Linked DNA regions of Zea mays: all the other regions are linked to region 1. A link is a contact called in public Hi-C data. All regions are on one chromosome and are shown on one strand. The core of a region is the stretch at or near the end of the contact, and the rest is flanking DNA. Distances in the headings are between cores, read along the strand shown.

The links. A called contact is a pair of places that touch in the nucleus more often than the background predicts.
Region 2: a contact with region 1 is called in a Hi-C map of tassel, with 2.6 times the contacts expected there. The contact joins the enhancer-like site here to the promoter of LOC100280855 in region 1. A contact is called at or near these places in 3 of 25 Hi-C or Micro-C datasets (ear, leaf and tassel).
Region 3: a Hi-C map of leaf shows a contact between it and region 1, with 2.7 times the contacts expected there. The contact joins the promoter of LOC103653756 here to the promoter of LOC100280855 in region 1. A contact is called at or near these places in 11 of 25 Hi-C or Micro-C datasets (bundle sheath, ear, endosperm and 4 more) and 1 of 3 datasets of contacts at active chromatin or transcription factors (leaf).
Region 4: a Hi-C map of ear shows a contact between it and region 1, with 2.3 times the contacts expected there. The contact joins the promoter of LOC100280730 here to the promoter of LOC100280855 in region 1. A contact is called at or near these places in 3 of 25 Hi-C or Micro-C datasets (ear, leaf and tassel).

The regions. Positions count from the first base shown.
Region 1 is chr4:142,061,841-142,065,069 of Zm-B73-REFERENCE-NAM-5.0, forward strand. LOC100280855 reads right to left here and starts at 1,605. Exons shown (of 8, transcript NM_001153775.1): 1 at 1,471-1,605; 2 at 1,164-1,387. The coding sequence starts at 1,488.
Region 2 is chr4:142,366,127-142,369,390 of Zm-B73-REFERENCE-NAM-5.0, forward strand. No RefSeq gene overlaps it. Among protein-coding and RNA genes, the nearest start is that of LOC103653756, 72 kb to the right of the region's middle. Within about 2 kb of position 1,950, at least 16 of the 20 cell types and tissues checked have an H3K27ac peak or open chromatin away from gene starts, as enhancers often do. A contact at or near this core is called in ear and tassel, where this site is marked.
Region 3 is chr4:142,438,696-142,441,776 of Zm-B73-REFERENCE-NAM-5.0, forward strand. It overlaps LOC103653756, which reads right to left and starts at 1,260. Exons shown (of 14, transcript NM_001382833.1): 1 at 1,070-1,260; 2 at 1-147. The coding sequence starts at 1,189.
Region 4 is chr4:142,498,428-142,501,489 of Zm-B73-REFERENCE-NAM-5.0, forward strand. It overlaps LOC100280730 (calcium binding atopy-related autoantigen 1), which reads left to right and starts at 1,653. Exons shown (of 9, transcript NM_001366973.1): 1 at 1,653-2,095; 2 at 2,365-2,432; 3 at 2,516-2,739; 4 at 3,016-3,062. The coding sequence starts at 1,780.

The sequences.
Region 1 (3,229 bases), core at 355-2,854:
CTAAACATGGAAACAAAAACATAGAAACCTTGCAAGCAGAGAAAAAAGCAGACTAACTGCATAGTTGTTATCGGTTTAGCAAAACTTAAGCATAAATAACATCATATTCTCATTGTAACCCTTGATCTCTCACTCTATAAATAAGGAATCAATCATAATTGCAACAACCCAATAACTCCTAAGGAAAATTTACACTCAGACTATAATAAAATGTGCATACCTAAATATCAGTGCCCATGAACTCACATCCTAGGCTTCTGGTGAAGGGCTCAGAACCAAGCACAGAAAACAGCTGTGGTACAAGCTTTTACATATAAAAATTCCCAAATGGCCACTGAAATCACCAGTTTGGAACATTATATGTTACTAAATTTCAACTCTCATCAAAATTGACAAACTATACCACACCCTCACTAGAGTGCAAAAATCAACAGTGACCATAGGAGCAGTTGAAGATAATTGTTTAGGGGTGGGCGGCAAGATAAGAGATAAATACATATACACTATGATGAAATGCAGCATACAGCAGAGGCAAGCGCCGTCGCCCATGGCGTTCTGCTGCGGGGTTGCCCTGTCCGTACCCATTGCTTTTCCATAGATATGCATGTACCACACCACTGCAGAGAGCTAATAAATGTATGTCATGTCGCTAGCTAGCTAAGTGCCATGTCCATCAGTCATTGCATCATATACACGTCGTTGCGCTCATAATCGTCATCAATGATCAAGCTAGTACTCAGCTCTTTACTCCACCTCCTCCCCCCCCCCCCCCCCCTCAACAAGCAGTTGGGCTCCATCCAATCTATTGCAATATCCTGAGGAATGTACATGCTGAGATAGCACAGTTCTCTATTCATGTTCTAGGCATCTCACATGTTCCTGGCAGCAAATAAAATTTCACGAAGCAATGTCCAATTGCAACTAGCAGATGAACAACTCACACTACTGAGGAAACAAATCAATACATAAACAGGTCTGGAACCCATCTACTCAGCGTCTAATTGCATCAAACTACATTCCAGCAGAACAATTGGGACTATCTCCCCTTCTAATTAAACTAGGGCGAAGGTTATGTTCCTGTAGATTGAAGGAAACTACAGCACCGAATCCAAAATCAAAGAGCCAATTAACGCGACGTATCAAGGAAGGGAAGAGGCCCGCACAGTACAAAGCAGAAACCGCATGGGGTCTTGGAGTTCTTGTCGAGCCCCATGATGATCTTCTTGATCTCGCCGGCGCGGGAGAAGAGCTCGTAGGCCTGCTCCTCCGTGGTGTAGAAGGACATATTACCGATGTACAGCGTTGTCGACGCAAGCAGCGCCGCCTCATACTCCTCCTGCGTCCCCTTGAACCGGCGGTCCCTGTACGCCGAGAGCTTGCTGGGGTCCTGGAGGCAGCAGGGGAAGCTGCGTCAGCACCGCGAGGCGAGGGGATCCGATGCTCGGGGAATTAGGGTTTTGGGATCCGTACCTTGAAAAGGGACGCCATTGCGGGCTGCGGCGGCGGCCGGGCGTGCTAGGTCGAACTCTCCGTTCAGCAGTTGAGGGGGCTTGGCTCGACCGTAGAACCGCCGGGCGTGGGAATTTTGGTCGAACTCTCCCGTTCAAGTCCCAACCAACTCCGTATTCGTATTTGTTCAAATCAAATTTTAATGGCAATTTTAATATTGGTTTTTAGTATTTTTTTACCAACAAAACCGTAAAATATACTATACTATCCATAAAAAATATTTGATAAAATCATTTAAAACTTAAATTTTATTACTAATTACAAATAATTTTAGATTGAATAAATATACTAAAAGATGATGTACACCGTTTAAAATGTTAAAAATTATTTATATAATAAATAAATAATTGTGTTAATCTTATATTACTAGTGATATAAAATGATAAAATTTTAATTAATATTAAAAAGACTAATTTTAAATACATTAGATATATGGGATTTTTAATCTAAAATACAAATATAGCTTGTATAAAAGTATATTTAGAGTCTATAATACAAATATACCTGGTATAATAATTTTAAAATAATATAATATTCAACTAAGATTCATAAACATTCAACTACAAATCACCACTTTATACTATATAGATTAATTTATTTATCATTTTTGTTTAAATTTTGGTACACACATTTATATAGGGTATTTATCAGCACCCTTGGGTGCGGATTCCCTACGTGCTATAGTCAAACTAGATCTGCGTAGAAAGGACAGGCTACAGACTCCATTCTCGATATGGTTCAAGACGACAAGACCCCACTGCGGAGTCAGCAGAATACATGACTGGGACCCCTACCACGCGGAAGCGCAATGGGCCCCTCGCCACTTAGGCCTTCGAAAAGGCACCCTCCTGAAATGGCTCTCGCGAGCCCGCTGGCAAGCTTCGGTTGCACCATGTGGCCTCCTTGCCACCCGTGGGGTCCGACGACACCACATGCCCCTAGGGTCCCGCCAGGGCCCTCGGACCCCTTAGGAGGCTTCTGGACCCCTAGTGTAGGCCCCTCAAGCTCCTGCTCCATCGGCTATTGCGTGAGACACGGTAGCCCCAACACCCAGGCTCTAGGCACACCACATGTATTCTAGATGCCCCTCGACGGCCTCGGACGGGAGGGCTCTAGAGGCACCACATGGGCCTGGGGTTTGATGTTCGTGGTGGGCTCTAGGCGTGCCATGCACCCGAACCACCCATACCACATACCTGGTCGGGCCTTGTTCAGTTAGGGGTGGATTGAGGGGGATTGAAGGGGATTAAACCCCCTAGAATAGGAGGGCATTTAATCCCCTTCAATCCCCCTCAATCCACCCCTAACTGAACAAGCCCTTAAGGATTGGTTGAGTCAGAAGACTCATGACATTTTTGTAACCACTATGTGTCCATCGTCTCCTCATAATGAGGACCCAACATTTCTGGTTGTGGCAATAGTATGTCACTATAGCGACACATGCGAGGTGCTATGCGTCCTACCACGTGATATTCGTCTAGAGGGGGGTGAATAGGAAGCACCTGAAAATTCAATACTTAAACAAAAACTTGACCTGATTAAGTTTTTGAATGATAGAGAATATAGTCTAAGTGAGGGGAAATAGTTTTCTTTCACTTGTTGCTCTTATAAGTGCCAAAATAAGATCGGAGAGCAACACAAGCGAGTTAGAATTACATCGAGGCAAGAGAACTTAGAAGTGGGGAGAGAGGAACAAATTACAATAGAAAGTAACGACACA
Region 2 (3,264 bases), core at 700-3,199, 300 kb after region 1:
TAAGTTAGCATCAGATTAAATATATCATAAAATATTGATATCAAAAGTATTTGTACTCTGTTCTAGTGGTGGACCCAGAATTTGAATTTAGAGTTGTCAAAGATAAAAAAATTAGGTAAATGGACAGAAAATAATCAAAATGTCTTATAATGTATTTATTTTATTAAATTAGTTGCAAAAGATGCATAAATTTGTTTTTGGGGGTATAAACGTTGAGGAATAATTTGTTTTTGGACCAAATTCCAAGGTAGTCAGGGGCTACCCAAACTACTCCTTGGGTGCACCCTTGCTCTTTTCTATAAATGTGTCCAAACTTAAAACATTGACTTGAAACAACTATAAAAATTAAATTATCAAATAAAGAGGGATCAGCAGCAACGCCCAACCAATTTTCAGACATCTAAATTGCGAGTTGTTCTAGTTTTGTAAGATACAAAGATTTTATTCTATATCTACATAACCTCTCTAATTTTGTTTTTCAGAAACGGTTGTTATAGTTGTTGTTGAAATGTTTTATGTTAGAGTAAGTGTCCTATACTTTCGTTTTTATTAGAGGTTCTCTTAGGTAGTGTTTGGTTCTAAAATTTAGTTGGGTGGAGCGTCTCTGTTCTATATTACAAGGATAGAACGGCTACATTCTATGTTCGGTAGTCACAACGGAGTTGTGTTTTTTTTTTGTTCGGTTCTAGAGTGATCCAGAATGGAGTGGCTCCATTCCGTGTTTGCTCTAGAATAAAGCAAAACAGAAGAGGAGGCTATCGATAGGAACGGGTAGAGGAGCGCTGGACTCGCGAGCGTACAGGTTCGGTCGTTTTTGGGAGCCCAAATATGCCTCATATTAGAGGAATATTTCACTTTGGAGCGGCTCGGTTTTATATGGAATCAAACCAAACATGTTATATATGCTTGAACAGAGCGGCTCGTTACCTAACTCTGGAAACAAACAGTTTGTTTCCCTCAACCATCATCGAAGCCTCACTTTCTTAACTTTTAAAATATCTTATTCAGTCTCAAAAAATTCATCTAGACTAGGTTTCATTCATTCTAGAACTACCAAAAATTTGTTCGTTGCATCCCTTAAATTTTGTATTGTAGACTTAATTTTATCCGTGAACTATATATTAAAGTGTATTTGTCTCTAAACTTTGTATTTTATGCCCAGATTCATCCATATATATAAATTAGTTAGACCATTTTATAGCTTATTTTGTTATAATCATGATATAGATCCAAAACAAGAACCATTTCTCTAGTTAGAAGCTGTTTTACTTGGGGAAGGACGCGGATACATGAGTAGAATACTGCCGCCTTTATGGAAAATATACTAGTTTATATTTATGTAAGTTTTTTTACATTATCTAAATAAAGGTGACATTAATACATAACACCCAGCCAACCACTAACGTATAGGCGTGGTCCTTATTGATGGCACGCTCGCAGTTAATAATGGCTCAGATTCCTACGAATACAAAAACATACTCCTACATACGGTAGTATGCAGGCTGTGAAATTAAAGGTGGTTTTCGATCGAGGTCCTCTGCAGTCTACTCTTTTAGTATAAAACCGATGAGGCAGCGTGGTCCCGGGAGAGCTTTTCCGTCTTTCGAGCGGCGGGAGGCTCGCTTGCTGTTGCTGGTGCTCAGGCTTGGCTGATTCCCTTTCATGCATGCATGCATATGCACAGCACAGGCACAGGGACAGGGCCACAGGCAGAGGCGGGTAGGTAGATCGATCGACGACGCGAATACGGCGCTGTCAAATCTAACTTGTAGTGTAGTATACTCCTACTATACAATGTATACGTACGTACGTACCAGCGGTTGATTACTCGACAGGTGTACCACCGGTGGAGTCTACTTTAATCCGCGCGTGATTGGTCGGTCGGGCAGGTACCGTACGTAGGCGTAGGGTGGGCACCACCACCACGCTAGCTAGCTAAGCGCATGGTCCGCTCGACTGTATATACCACGAGACGGCCGTCGCCTCACCTGCCGCCTGCCTGCCTGCCGCAGAGTAGCTATACAACGATCTCCATGCACGACGCGCCGTACGCACGCCGCAGAGCCCATCCTTGCCAACGACCGCCCGTCGGTCATTGCGTCTGTTAGTGAGTTACTCTGCACTCCCTGGACCCACATGTCCGTGTGCGCACCGAAGAAAGAGTCACTGATCGTTGGAGTCCGTTAGTCAGTCAGAAAAAACAAATCCGCCAACCCGCCTCGTTCGAACCCTGCAGCACCGAGCCTGGGACCGGAGATGGTAGAGTCTCACAAGAGAGCACGGATTTGTCGGAATGGAACCACTCGAGTGGATCCTACGCCTAGCCCCGGACTGACCCGCCATAAATGATTGGTTGTGTTAACCATGCCTGGCACCAAGCCACAGCGTAAGCGCTGGTCCGCTTTCCACTCATGACCTACGGACCCCTTAGGCCGCATAGCACTCATAACCTACGAGCCCCCGGACTCCAGCACATTAATAGCTCGCGCGCCCCTTGGCCTGTGGCGCACTTATGGTCTATCGGACTAGGCCTGAGTGCGAGCGCAGGGCACTACACGATGAGACGCGCCGAGCCCTAGGCTACGGAGGCCAGGGGTCAGTATAGCTCGAATGATGGCACCTAGGACCATCGCTGCCCCCACGTCATCCACCACGATAAATATGCGATAACCAGGCCGCCCCGGACCCTACGAATACACGTCGCTCCACCCAAGGTAAAACACTGGTTTTACCCCTTCCTTACGACTCCTTTCTAGAGAAGCCACCACTGGCCGACCCATCTCCCGACCTATAAAAGGGAGAGGGCCGCCTCTGGGGAGGGAGCGATCGATCGAGGAACAGAAGGACAGACTGAGGGACGACAGAACGCCTTCAGATGGAGACGAGCCCACAAGAGTCAACATGAGGAGGAGCGCCGACAAGGACAAGAAGGGTGGAGCCCCGCCAAGCCAAGACTTAGCTAGGACCCCACCTTACAACTTCTAAGCTCCACTTTCACCCCGATAAGAGATTTGGGAGCCTCTCCTCCCTTGTAATACCCAAAAGGTGTAAAGAGAAGATATATATGTTTTACATATGTATGTTTGCCTTCATTTGTTATAACATGTGAATAATCACATCAAAAACCATTAATTAACTAATGACACCAAAAATAATACATGCATCATGCTGAGGTTTTATTTTGTGTGCATTTTGTGACAATATAAAAATAATGTAAAAAGAAATATGTTAATACTCAAATTGGAATTTAAGTTCTAAAGAAAA
Region 3 (3,081 bases), core at 10-2,509, 380 kb after region 1:
TATGCATGATGCCACAGCAAGTCTAACATTTGAATCAGCATGGCCCAGCAGCTCTTTCTTGACCAGAGCTTCAGTTGCTGGGCGAAGAGCATTTGATATGCTTTCGCGAGGTGACTGCTCTACTTTAATTAAACATTCCTCAACTTCCTGCATGAACAAACCATCAACCAACCTGATGACTTCATACGATTCGAGGAACAAGCTTAGGTAGGTCAGTTAGCAAGATCAAAGTCTTCATATTTACTCAAACAGTATGAGTACATCATTTCCAGTAAACCCTAAACCATGGCAAATTGCTCTGTACAGTAAGAAAAATGAAACTAAAAAATGCTAAAATTATATTAAAGCATCAGTTTTCCTGGTTCCACAGTTTCCACCGTCATCGTGCCCCTGCATTTAAATTGAAACAATGCTAAAATTATATACAAATGGGGATTTGAACCATGGTTGTTGACTCCAAAACCACGTTGGCGTCCACCTAGCCAACAAAACACAGTGAATAAACTAGGATAATGCAAAACTAGAATCCTATATTAGTCAAAAACCTCAATCAAATCAATAAGATACTAGGAGGCCAACACCTCCAGTTTCCTCTCAAACCAAACAAGACCATAAAAACTACAAATAAAATCGTCACGGTTTCAATGTCCAATAGATAATTACTCCACGTTTGAACTCCAAAAAATATAAAATTTAAGTTCAAGAAGAAGCCAAGTCTCAAAAGACAACATAAAAGGTAAACTGGTTCCAAGGAAATCAGATAACTCCTTGTAGCAACAGTCCAGCATGGAGAACACACATCCTGTTTTGTTGGAACAAAATAAATTTACAGATTTCATAGCCTGGAAGACAACTTAAAGCAAATCACCAGGCCTAGTAGCATTTCATCCGCGACCCAACCAATCATGGCGAACAGGTAAGGGCACGACATTCACTCGGTTCCTACTAATGCCAAATCCAAACAGCCGTAAGCGCGCAGGCGAATACGACACATCATAGAAGCGCAGTCCTAACATATGCATAACAATCAACGGGAGGAGAACAAGAGCTAAAGGAGGAGCAGGCTCACGATGAGGAGGTTGAGCAGGTCCTCCGCGTCGTCGGAAGGCGCCTGCAGCCGTTCCCCGACATCCCTGAGCCGGTCCTCTAGCTGCCGCGTCTCCTGTTCCGCGGCAGGATCCTCCGCCATTTCCCGGACAGATCGAAAGCGCCCGCTCTAGATCTATCGCTGCTAGGGTTCCCCCTCGCGAGTCGCGACCTCGCTCGGCGTCGCACTCGGCGTCAGTGCCGTCGAGGAGCACGAGAGGGGTTTAGCGGTGGAGCGGTGCTGGATGAGAATGAGATTCCGCAGTGGGTATTCTCTCCTCGCCCCCCGTCCCTCTCCTCGCCCCCGCGCTACGCGACGAGGTTTCGGTGCGCGGGCGGGGGCTGGTGCCTTTGTGTTCGTTTGTGGTGTGGCTAGTAGGGCTCGGGCCTCGAACGAGCCCAGCCGAGACTCTTATTTGAATTTGTTTTTATAACGAGTCGAGCCGAGCTAAGCCGACTCGTGAGCCTAACAAAATTGATCGATTTATAGAATAATAATGAATATTAGATAATTTTATGGATAGTAGTTTATTTTTTAGTCTTTGATGATAAATATATTGCAAGTTATAATTAAAATTACTCATAATGTTGAATGATGATTCTATATTTTAAATTTATATAATGTTAATTCACTAAATAATACAACAATAAGTACCAGAATATAGCTCGCGAGCCGAGCCTCTTTCGTGAGCTCGTGAAATGGACGAGCCGAGCTCGTTCAGGCACCGAGCCGAGCTCGGCTCGGCTCGTTTCCAACCCTAGTGGCTAGGGAGTTATTTGGCATTGTGATACCGTGAATGTAGACGTTTGCTACTCTGCGATCGACCTCGTCGCTAAATCTTTTATATCTACTACTTTATGGGCTGATTGGTTCCCCGGCTGGCGCGTGCATAGCTCGAGCGGGCCTAGACCTCCAGAGAAGTTCACTCTCCACATCTCCAGACGTGCAGGCCAGACAGTGAAAAATGAGCTAAACTGCATGCGCGCATGCAGGACCATGGACAGGCAACCGAACACGCGTTTGTGCGCGGTCAATGCACGGCGCGAGCCTACGCGCGTGGGACACGGTAACCAATCAGCCCCTATATATGATCTATATGATCCTAATGTGGGTGTCCACATGCTTCATCATGCCCTCGCCACACTACCCTCTGTCGTCCACACCGTCGTCTGCTTCACCACATGTCCGTGCCATCCTCTCCCTTCCCAGATCACGGCGCCCGCGGTGCCTTCCATTGTCGCCCGCACGCGCGAGGCATCCTCTCCCTTCCCCGCATCGTGGCGCCCATGGCGCCTTCCATCGTCGCGCGCGTGGGAGCTTGGCCCCGACATTGTTTGCCTCTGCTGCAATTAGGGATGGCAACGGGTACATACCCGTCGGGTAGTACCATTCCATACCCGTACCCATCAAAAAAAATTCTACCCGTCGGGTCACCCATATATACTCGCGGGTATAAAATCTTACTCATGCCATACCCGCGGGTATTTTTACCCGTCGGGTAACCCGTACCCGCTAGGAAAGTCTTAATTCCAATATATCAATCACTCAAAATATTAAATAAACGTATAAAAACAACTTCAGCTTCACATATAACAAATCATATGATTACATAACTTGGTATCTAGACAAATGATAGCTAGAGAAGGGTTTTATTTTAGTTAAGATGGGCTCTATTAGATGGTTATAGTTGTATTGATGCGGGTATATTTTACCCATGGGTAGACGGGTATGGGTAGTTCCAACCCGTACCCGTCTACCCAACGGGTAGAGGTTTTTACCCATTAACATACCCGCGGGTAGAGAAATCATCCCGTACCCGCCTTCATATCGGGTAAAACCCGTCGGGTATTCGGGTTTCGGGTACCCATTGTCATCTCTAGCTGCAATACCCTCCCTTCCCCAAATCTCGGCGCCTTCCATCGTCGCCATGCATCCGTGCGTGGGGCATTCTCTCCCTTCCCCGCATTGCATCCACAACCCATGCCCCAGTCCGT
Region 4 (3,062 bases), core at 403-2,902, 440 kb after region 1:
TACCTTATCGACTAGGTGGCAGTCCAATATCAGCCTAGGTAGGGCACCATCGATTATGGTAATCTTGTGGGTATAGATATACACACTCTGCATTGTTGATCAATCTACACATGTAATCGTATCCACTGTCATGGGTATTTCTTATGTTCCTCGCTTCACTTGACAAAAGAGTGGTATCTTCTCTTCCTGCTGGGATTGTATCATAATTTGGCCTGAGGCTATTTAGGCAAGGACAAGAGGGAGTTACCTTTGTCGACTGGAGATTATGGTGGTGAGACGTGAGTGTGTTGTGTTGAATATGAGATGAATTGGATTGATAGGTTTGGTGATACCTTGTAGATATATGTACCTTGATTATGACATATGCATAGGAAACCCACAACCAAACAATATGTTCTTTTCTTTACCCTTGCATATCGCTTACCATATAGCAAAACAAACATAGAGTGGAAAACAATGATTAGTATATATTATACTAAAAACTAGTGACATGGGTGAGGATTCAGGCTACTCTTCTATAAACGGTGAGTAGGAGGAATAGATAATATCGTTCTATGGTGAGGATTTTGGAGTGTTTGACTCGCTACGTGCTATGCTCTACTCTAAGAACATATTTGAGAACAAGATAAGGAATGGACTAAAATCCTTTTACTATTTAATTTTAAATAACCCGGAAATTTTAGCCTTTTAAATCCCTTTTACCCCTGACTCCTAAACAAACCCTAATATTGTTCTATGTGGTTTCTTCCGTGTGGTGTACTAAAATGCAGAACTATGAGTTGTAACCCCTTCTAATATATGTTGTCGCGTTGTATAAAATATGGTACTCACTGAATAATGATAATACTTTAGTTTGGACATTTTTAGATGATGTTATTTTGTAATTTATGAATTTCCGTATGAGAAAATTGTCGCCAAAGGTTAATAAAGTCACGTGACTTATTGATATTCTCGATGCCACTAGCTGTCTAGCTTAACTGCTATTAGAGATGTCAATGGGGACCCGATACCCGATAACCCATGGGGAATTCCCCTATTAGGGTACGGGTATGGGACAAAAATTGTCCCCATGAGTGTGGATATGTGACAAAATCTCCACCCATTGGGTAAACGGGTTTGGGAAGCAATAATCCGAACCCGATTACCCATGGGTATTTCATACGTGTACACCTGTCCTGTTTGTATGAATGAGTTGAGGCCGAGTCGGCCATCAAACCCGGCAGACTCCATTTCTTATATTGGTCCCAAGTACTGATTTCTTTTCTGATGGATGGATGAATAGATAATGCTTCATGGATGAGTGCTTACCGATGTAGTGATGTGTGAAATCTGGATAGTTTGTGCTAGATGTTAGTACCTAGTTATTCCTTAATTGGGGATGGGGACCCATTGGGGACCCGAAACCCGAATGGGGATGGATATGGGATGAGTTTTGTACCCATGACGGGTATGGGTATGGGGATGTATCAAACATGATGGGGATGGGTCTGGGAATGCTATAACCCGATGGGGAATTACCCATTGACATCTCTAACTGCTATATATACCCACTTTTGAGAAAACATTTCTTTCACATGCATATTGCATAACGCCTACCAAGTCAGGGACTCCACGTCCACGGCACAAAACAGGGGAGCCCAACAAAGCCGGCCAGCTATCGCCTATTCCTTCCCTCCCTCGCATTCCGGCAGGCTCCGCAAACGTCCGTGCGCCCCCGCGTCGCCGCTTCCTCCGTCCCTTCCGTTCTCGGCGAATCGAATCCGCTAGCCCCCGACATTTATGGCTGCCGCGTTAACTCGCCTCCGATCCGCCGTCGAGCGGCTCGGGCCTTCCCGCGCCCGCGCCTTCTCATCAGCCGCTGCTGAGGCCGGGGCTGCGGGACCGTGCAGCGACTCTAGGGCTTTCGCCGCGGCCTCGGTGGCCGCCGGCTCAGGTCTCGGGATCTGGCTGCTGTCCTCGAACCCGCAGCCACTCACAGAGTCCGGCCAGGCGGAGGATGCCGCCACCGCGGGAGGTGGAGGCAACAGGGCCTTCTCCGCAGCTTTTGGCGGTGTCGGAGCCACCGGGGAGCGGGAGGGCATGTTTCTGTTCGGAGGTGAGCATTGGTTGAGTCCGTAGCGCTGTGGAATGAATTAGCTCGTCTGTGTTATTTTCTTGTGTAGATAAACTGTGATGCGTACGAGCCTGTGGATTTGTTTATGGCCATCGTTGCACGAAAAATGCTAGTGGTTTTTTTTGTGGCCGAGTCGCCGTCAGCGTTCTTCTCGTTTGACGAGCATTTGTAGTTACGTATATTATATATTTAAGTTAGGTGGTCATAGTTGGTAGAAACGGCATGATGATTTGGTTACCATCGCCATGTAGATTCATATCGCCGAAGGGTGTTCTTCAAGTACGAGAAGAGGATTAGGACGCGCAGCCCTCCAGAGAAGGTAATGCGGCATTCTATATTGAGAATAACCATTCTACGTCATATGGAATTTTCACATTCAAATTCTTGTGCTTCTTATGCTAGATCTTTGAGTACTTCGCATCCGTCCACAGCCCAGAGGGTGAGATGTACATGTTACCTACCGACCTGATGAGGGCGGTTGTTCCTGTTTTCCCCTCATCTGAGTCCAAAAATGTCAGGGAAGGGAGATTGAAGGGGGAGCGCCACCCTGGCGAGCTACAATGTGCTCCATCTGAGTTTTTCATGCTATTCGATACAAATGGTGATGGTGTCATCTCCTTTTCTGAGTAAGTGGGTTGTGAGTTCAACCAAAATGATTGCCTTTGCTCTGCCATCTACTATTATATCTGCATCATATTGGCGAAGCTGTTCGGCTGCCGGTTTTGATAATAGCTGTGGCTGCAAATGTGCTGAAGAAACTGTGTCGGCTGCAGAAGCTACGTCAGGCGGCGGCAGCAGATGCTGCTGTAGAAACAAGCAGCCTATCACTATGCTATTAGTGCTGCATGCCTTTCTTCTGTAAGCCATATGTCATTATTAATTCTTAATGTTGCGCCATGCAGGTATATCTTCTTTGTAACATTACTTAGTATCCCTGAATCAAGCTTCC